3 separate regions of the Mus musculus genome follow, and all the other regions are linked to region 1. Evidence: chromatin contacts called from public Hi-C and HiCAR-type data. All regions are on one chromosome and are shown on one strand. Each heading gives the region's core, a stretch centred on a gene start, on an enhancer-like site or on the middle of the called end of the contact. The rest is flanking DNA. Distances are from core to core; before and after follow the strand shown.

Region 1 (2,523 bases), core at 7-2,506:
GTGAGAAGGGGAGCAAGGCCAGGGGACCGCTCTGCTGCACCAGCTTGGGTTCCCGGCCCCGGTGATGGAATTATTGTTTATTTTTTTAATTTTCCAAGGTAGGCCGATGACAGCTGAAGAAGACTGTATTTGCGGAGGAGCAGCATGAGGGTAGAGAGGAGCAGAGCTCCTGAGGGAAACCTAATAGTTCCTCTCCTTCCTGCACGGAGATAAAGACTTATAATCAGCGTCTATGTTCACCATCTGGCTCTGCGCATGTGGTCCGTATGGAGGAGAAAGCCGCACAATCTGTAAGTGATCAGGAGCCATGGCGCTCTCTCCAGAGAATCCACGATGCAATCAAGGTGACAGATGGCACGGCCACTGCTGTGGCCTCATGGAGAAGATCAAAATCACCTTCAATAAACTCTGACTGAAATGGGCATGAGCACCTCGAAAAAGTCAGTTTGTCAGTCAAACTGCGACAGCGCGCTGCACTGGGGAACCACAGCGGCCAGCTCTCTGTTTTCAATCGTTTCCGTCTGACTGGGCCTGAACTATGATCCTTCTCAAATTGTCCTTTCTGTTTAGCTGAAGCAGGCCAGCAAATTGCCAGATTCATTGCTTTATTGAAGAAAATTGAAAACACGATGTCCTCAATTCCGAGGACGCACAGCTGGCAGGTACCCGGGACACCCAAACGCAGGGAGAGTGGACCTGGTTTCTGCAGCCGGAGTTTGCCCAACTTTAGGCGGATATTTTTGAACGCAAATATAAAATGCAAATGTGTACGGGGCAGTGGTTATGTAAACGGTATTAAGTAACCAGTAAGTGTTGTAGAATGGAGACGTGGCTACAAAGAAAGGAAGAAAGGAAGAAAGGAAAGGGGGAAACTCCAGCAGGGAGTTGTCTCTGCGAGTTCAGAGCAGGTTTCTTTCTTGATAGAGCTAGTGTGTTTTCTTTCTGTATCTGTTTACTATGTGGAGGTTCCTTTGGGTTTGAGCACAAGGTTGAAGAAATGCAGAGATACTGTTTTGTTTTGAGCAAATCACAGGGAATCTGCAGGGGTCAGGAAGTTTAAACAAATTTCCGTTTCTCCTAACCCCAGAGGAAAAAAAATTAGAAGCCCCAACCGCTTATAAATGGAGGGAAATGAGGAACAGCTAACCTGCAGTGGGACTCAAATCCACTACCATCTTTTGAGAAGTAAGGACACTGATTTCAGGTCAGGGAGGGCGGGTCCTGATGAGAGCAGGCGCCCCTCTTCCTCCCTCCTGATCCCTTGGCACAGTTCCACTGTTGTTCTTCCTCCCAATCGCCAGGACCGGAGATTGAAAGCAAAACTAGACTTTTCCAATCTTCTTTCTCTAAAGTTTCCAGGATCTGTGTCTGGTCCTGGAGTTTTCTATTACAAGCTGGCTGAGGGAACTTACCCCTTCTAACTTTTCGTCCATTCTCTTTTTAAAAAGTTGTAACCTTCTAGTTAATGTTGCGGGCTTGCTTCATTTAAGATCCAAACCCTGCTCCTGCTTCATCCCCCACAATGTAAACTGTTTGACAGCTGAGAAATACTGAGTCACCCGGCCCTGGATTTCCATGGGAATTCTCTACTCTTATTATAGGTACAATTTGAATGCCAGGATTCTGGTGCAGTGATATAGAAATGCATCTAAAGGGGACTCATCCTTGATTTGTGTATGTGAAATTCAAGAAAACACGGGGAAAAGCTCCTATTTTGAGTGACAGGAAAGTCTTGCTCTTTGGGGGGAAGGACTGTGTTTTCACAGAGTATAAGAGTGGAGCTAACTTACTGCATATCAAAGGGAAGTGTGGTTTGTTAAGAACAAAAGACCCTTTGTGTTTTCTTGTTCTTTAGTAGGTAATACCTACTGAGTGCTGAGTACCCACTATGTGCAGGCTTTGCAGAATTGAGAAGATTCCCAGGGAGAAAATGTAGGTTTTAAAGCCCTCTTCGGGGCACAGAGCTCTCTGCCTGACCTTTCTCCCTTGACCTACCTCCTTGGGCAGTGGGGGGTGTTCTTGCATGACAACAGGGCTGGTGTTAGGCTGGTGGCTGCCTGCTGTTTTTACACAGGAAATGCTGTGTATTTTTTCTGTGGTCTTTGGCTTCCTGGAATAGCGACTGTTTAAAGACACATTCATCAGTGCTGCCACCAGGAGGGGTGGTAGGATGAGTCATCGCTCAGCAGCAGCTCCAGTTACTCAGGGAGAAAGAAATCTTTTGCTTCCTAACGGTGGCAGTTCTGAGTCTTTCTTTAAGAGATGGCCTACTGGACCATGACAGTATGGAAACATACTTCTAAAATGAGGTTTAGTAATTAGAGCTTGGCCCAAACTCAGATATTTATGCTCCAGTCATCTCTAGCATGGAATTTCTCTTGATCTGTGCCAGATACACAGCCATACACCATTAGTGTCCTTTAACTCTAAGTCCCAAACTAAAATCTTGCTTAGAGAAATTTCCTTGAGACAGTTTAAAACTCATGTTCATGAGCAGAGATGTCCTTAAAGTGCTGTATGTAC
Region 2 (2,523 bases), core at 17-2,516, 100 kb after region 1:
GTTTCCATTAGCTTCTACAGGTGAGTTTCAGCAATCAGAAGAATTTGAGGCAAATCGACATTTAATCAAGTTATTTATTATTGTAGAGAGTATGCTTATCTGTAGTTACAGTGCTTCAAGTTGCAAAAATTCCATGTTAACAGGAATTTGTTACTTGGCTTGCTGAATTATATAGAGAAATATGGCAGAGAAATTTTGAAACTTTGTTCTTACTTTAGATGGCATCCCTATCTGCCCCAATCCTTTCTGGCAAGACAACGCTCTGTTTCTGCCATTCAGGACATTTATAGATTCATTCCATCTTCTTCTTAGCTGTATATAATAAGTGAGCTATGTAGCTTTGTTTTGTCAGCTTTCTGTCATGTGACAGAAAGAACTTGTGGAAACCTTACTTTGGCTCATTGTTTCAGGGGGTCTTAGCCCAGAGAGTCTGGAATGGCCTGTGGAGCTTTTGGTAACAGCAGCCTATGAATGAGGTGAATCGTATTACCACAGATCAGTGAACAAGGAGCGTTAGACTGAACAAGGGGTGAATATCGTCTTGACAAGTTTACTTCTGTAACCTTCTTTATACCAGCAAGGCCTGATCTCTTAAAAGTTTCCAAGCACACCACCAGCTGAGAAATAAGCATTCAAATCAGGAGAGTTGGGAGTCATTTTAGACTCAAACCTGAGCACCTTTTTCTGGGTAGGCCCCAAGGGCTTTATTTACTCTTTCTTGTTAGCAAATGGCCCCCAATTAATGAATCTCTTCCCACTTTCCTCAGTCTAAGCAAAACACACACATCTTGACTCTTCACTGACTATAGCTGGCCTGTCTCTCTAACAAATGGCTTTCATAGCCTTCCCTTCAAGAAGATGAGTTTTGTGAGTGAACCCACCTACAAATCAGAAAGACCAGAAAGATATCTTTTGAAAGACCATCATATTGCAGGAAGAATCTGCATTTGAAAAAGCTGTCTTTATAGAATCTGAGCGGAATGTATCAAATAGCTGAATGATGCCATCTGGAAAGATGCATGTGCAAAAAGAGCACTAACAGCAAGCCTCGTCTATGGAGCTGCGAGTAACCAACAAGGAAACGTTGGTGTATCAACAGGCAGGGCAGACGTCCTTTGATTAAAAGACACTTACAGGAAGATAACAAATCAAGCCCTTTCAGCCATCTTGGTTCTTTCCCTGAGGTGAGTTGGGGACAGGGGTGCAGCTGCAGACCCGGAGTCATTCATATAGGGGAATTCATTTTCAGTGGCCTGTGGATGGCTTGTAGTCAAAGCAGATTTCCATGCAAGAATGATCTATGGGCCAGGCATTCCACCCCCTTTGCTCACACAAAGACTGATTGCATGGCCCACAGCTGGATCCAGATTCCTGTTTAATTAAATGCGAGCCCTCATTCTGTTGCATTACATCAAAGAGGGGGAAGGTGACTCAGAGGTGAAATGGCTAATGTAAATCTTCAACCCCTAAAGGGTTGAATGGAGAATGGATAACAAATCTAGCTTTATGCCGTGGTTGTTTGGAAGTAAAGAGTATAAATATAATTGAGACATCTGTGACTCTTCCTTTTCCCACTAAGATCAGCCTTCAGAAAGATATTTTCTGTAACAGATGTTTGGTAGAATAGACCTAAATAAGTAAGTACATACATACATACATACATACATACATACATATATACATACATCTCCCTATGAAGTAGTTCATCAAGAAAAGTCTTGTGAATGGCATCACAGGGCACATAATGGGCTCAACTGTAGTAGGTTTAGGTAAAAACAGGATTAAATAATTCTGTTTACATAGTTTAATGCTTTAGGGCCTCAGAATGTTTAGTATTATCATTGTTATTTGAAACCTAAGTATATATTAAAATTAAAACTTGAATAGATGGATGTGTGCACAAATTCACATAAAAGATTTTAAAAGTCAATTTTATTCTTTTACAGTAAAGGATACTTGTGTGCCACTTATGAAAATTTCCTGTAACATGGAAGGAGTTAAATAGAGCAGAGACTGAAGGAATGACCATCCAGAGACTGCTCTACCTGGGGATCACTTTTCATACTATGTCTTAAACATTTGTTCCCTTCCCCGTCTCCACACTTTTCATACTATGTCTTAAACATTTGTTCCCTTCCCCGTCTCCACACTGGGAGCTGATCTGGCTTGACTTATCCAGGTCTGGTGTATTCTGCCACTGACTCTGTGACTTTTATGTGCATCAGTCCTACAGTATTTGGAAGATACACTTTCCTTAGAGTCAATCATCACCTCTGGGTCTTACCATCTTTCTGCTTGCTCTGCATAAGTTCCCTGATGTATGAGGGGAAGGGTTTGACAAAATAGTTCCCAATTACTACAAGAAGGTTCTTTGTTGAGGGCTGAACAAGGCATTGATCTATGGCTACACATGTAAAAGGGTAGTAAATTTTTTTCTTTTTTTTTTGGTTTTTCGAGACAGGGTTTCTCTGTGTAGCACTGGCTATCCTGGAACTCTGTAGACCAGGCTGGCCTTGAACTCAG
Region 3 (2,523 bases), core at 8-2,507, 72 kb before region 1:
AGAAGTGAAAGAAAGGCACTCATTTTTATTTGTGATGGTTGCATTCCATAGTCAGGTGGAACCACTGCTTTGAGATCCTTTTGGGGTAATTGTGCTTTGAATGAGAATGGCCCCCATAGGCCCAAATGTTTGGTTTCCTGTTGGTGGGACTGTTTAGGAAAGTAGGATCTGTGGCCTTGTTGAGGTGCATTCCTGAGGGTGGGCTTGAAGGCTTCTAAAGCCTGTGCCAGGTGCAGTCTCCAGTTCTCTGCCTCCTGCTTGTGGATCAGCTATAAACTCTCAACTACTGCTTGCTCTAGTGCCATGCCCACCTGCCTGCTGCCAGGTTTCTTAGTTTGAAGGGCATAGACTCACACTCTGAAACTGTAAGCGAGTTCCCAATGAAATGATTTTTTATTATAAGGTTTATTGTAATTGGCAATGATATCTCTTTACAGTAATAGAACAGTAACTAAGACAATAGTAGTATTGGGAAGCAATGGCACTGGTCTCAGGAGGGAGCTTACTGCTCCTCTTGTCGCCAGAAAGCAAAGGGGTCTGGGGACCAGTATGTCCTTCAAGGGCACTCCTTCATTACCTAAAGACACTTCTAAAGAGATCAGCACCTGCCAATAAGATCAACCTAGGGACTAAGCCTTTAACATGGGCTTGTGGGAGACGTTCCAGCTGTAAACCACAGTATTCTTTGCCTTCCTTAGTTTCTTTTCTATTTAAAAAGTAGGAAGGAGATCTGAGGCCCTGACTATCCTTTTGAAGTTTAACAGAAGAGTCCACACATGAAAACCAGTCTTCTAGATTTCAAAGATTGGGGATTCACCACCCCTAACCTATTGTCTCCTGGAGCCTATTTTATGGAATGTATACTAATAGAATCATGACAAGAAATAGTGGTCTTGCCACTAGTTGGAATCTAAAGAGTTGGGTACTTATTGTCATTTAAATGAAACATTTAAATGACTGATGACACCCTCCCTCCTTGCCTCAAATTCCAAGTACAATCACTCTAGAAAATGTTTTTAAATAAAATTCCATCTTTCTACCTCCTTTTAATCCAAAAGAAAGGAATTCCTCTTCAGCCCACACACTGTGTTATTGGGAAAATGATTTTTGGGAAGAACAAGATGATGCGCAAAGAACTGAACTGAAGCTCAGATACTCTGAATGGAACAGACAATCTTGGGGTCAGAAATTTATAGTGCAACATTGAAAGGTGTATTGATTTTACATAGAAAAGGAGAAATGTCATTATATTCAAAGACGTTGGGCAAGTAAAGTTACAAACATTGAATGGAAGGGTATTTAAAGTTCTGTCCTAGACAATACTTTTGTTTGCTTTGAGAGTTTTACATTTTGAATTATAAAGACATGTTAAGTTACTGAAAGTATAACAATGTAAAAACAGAATTCTAGGCCTTTAGGCCCAGGCTTGGGAATGTGGCCTTTGTAAAGGTATGCTAATCATAAAAGAGATAGCGACATTCCTCTACCCACCCGCTTCCTGGGTTCAAAGAGTGCTCATTCAAAGAAAGTCACCCTGGCCATTACCAGAACCTGCAATGCAAATGTGCTATTGTTAGGGGCTCTTAGAAGCTGTCTTGAGAGTTAACAATTACCAGGTATTCCTTGTGACTCTTGTAACTTTACACTTCCTTGTGACTCTTAACTGGTATCTTTGGTATCTTCCAACAAAGCCCTCCCCACTTCCTTGAGTTTCGGTTTCTTCCTTTAAATACCCCCTTACCCAGCTACTCGGCGCGCCACAGTCCTCTACCCCTGCGTGGTGTATGACCGTGGGCCCGAGAGCGCTCTTGAATAAAAATCCTCTTGCAATTTGCAACAAGACCGTTTTCTCGTTGGTGATTTTGGGGTGTCGCCTCTCCTGAGTCAGAACGTGGGGGAGTCCTCACGTTGTGGGTCTTTCATTACCATACTGCTATATGATACTGTTTCTATTTTCTTGTCTTTTCTATTATCCGTGCTCCCCCCTCCCTTCTTCCCTCCCTCCCTCCCTTTCTTCCTTCCATTCTTTCTTTACCTCTCTCTCTCTCTTTCTTTCTTTCTTTCTTTCTCTCTTTCTTTCTTTCTTTCTTTCTTTCTTTCTTTCTTTCTTTCTTTCTTTCTTTCTTTCTTTCTTTCTTTCTTTCTTTCTCTGTTGCTAGAAATTAAAGCCAGAGCCTTGTATATGCTAGGCAAAGACAGTTCCACTGAGCTATCATCCTAATTCTTTCTCTAGACCTGTTTTTAAAATGTCTGGAATTGTAGTAGAGTTTGGGGAGACATGAATGTGGGACTGCATATTTTTCTCTGTCTGGCTGGTTTAACAAGATCAGAAGTCATCTTGGTATTCTTCCATTGGTGCTTATGGAGTTCCTGTGCCTTTCCTTAGAACATCCGGGATTTGATTTTGCTTGGTGGGGTTTTGAAGTGATATAGATCTTGGTAGAGGGTGTTGCATCAAGGATGTCCTCTGAAGGTGATGCATTTCCTTATCCAGCACCTTTTCATGATGTCACTAATTTCTAG

The links. Hi-C and Micro-C count contacts between places; a contact is called where the count stands out from the background. HiCAR-type assays count read pairs that join an accessible place to other places.
Region 2: a HiCAR-type map of embryonic stem cells shows a contact between it and region 1, with 4 times the contacts expected there. The contact joins two enhancer-like sites. A contact is called at or near these places in 2 of 484 Hi-C or Micro-C datasets (embryonic stem cells and nephron progenitors), 6 of 115 datasets of contacts at active chromatin or transcription factors (differentiating embryonic stem cells and embryonic stem cells) and 1 of 9 other capture datasets (embryonic stem cells).
Region 3: a Hi-C map of embryonic stem cells shows a contact between it and region 1, with 2.8 times the contacts expected there. The contact joins two enhancer-like sites. A contact is called at or near these places in 1 of 15 datasets of contacts at CTCF or cohesin (embryonic stem cells), 10 of 484 Hi-C or Micro-C datasets (cerebellar granule neurons, cerebellum, embryonic stem cells and 2 more), 8 of 115 datasets of contacts at active chromatin or transcription factors (all in embryonic stem cells) and 1 of 9 other capture datasets (embryonic stem cells).

The regions. Positions count from the first base shown.
Region 1 is chr3:18,623,629-18,626,151 of GRCm38.p6, reverse strand. It overlaps Gm30789 (predicted gene, 30789), which reads left to right. Exons shown (of 4, transcript NR_166210.1): 4 at 99-2,523. Among named protein-coding and RNA genes, the nearest start is that of Gm30723, 7.6 kb to the right of the region's middle. Within about 2 kb of position 1,256, at least 196 of the 459 cell types and tissues checked have an H3K27ac peak or open chromatin away from gene starts, as enhancers often do. A contact at or near this core is called in differentiating embryonic stem cells and embryonic stem cells, where this site is marked.
Region 2 is chr3:18,521,579-18,524,101 of GRCm38.p6, reverse strand. It overlaps the pseudogene Gm6369. Among named protein-coding and RNA genes, the nearest start is that of 4930433B08Rik, 42 kb to the right of the region's middle. Within about 2 kb of position 1,266, at least 6 of the 459 cell types and tissues checked have an H3K27ac peak or open chromatin away from gene starts, as enhancers often do. A contact at or near this core is called in differentiating embryonic stem cells and embryonic stem cells, where this site is marked.
Region 3 is chr3:18,695,920-18,698,442 of GRCm38.p6, reverse strand. No RefSeq gene overlaps it. Among named protein-coding and RNA genes, the nearest start is that of Gm30789, 54 kb to the right of the region's middle. Within about 2 kb of position 1,257, at least 5 of the 459 cell types and tissues checked have an H3K27ac peak or open chromatin away from gene starts, as enhancers often do. A contact at or near this core is called in embryonic stem cells, where this site is marked.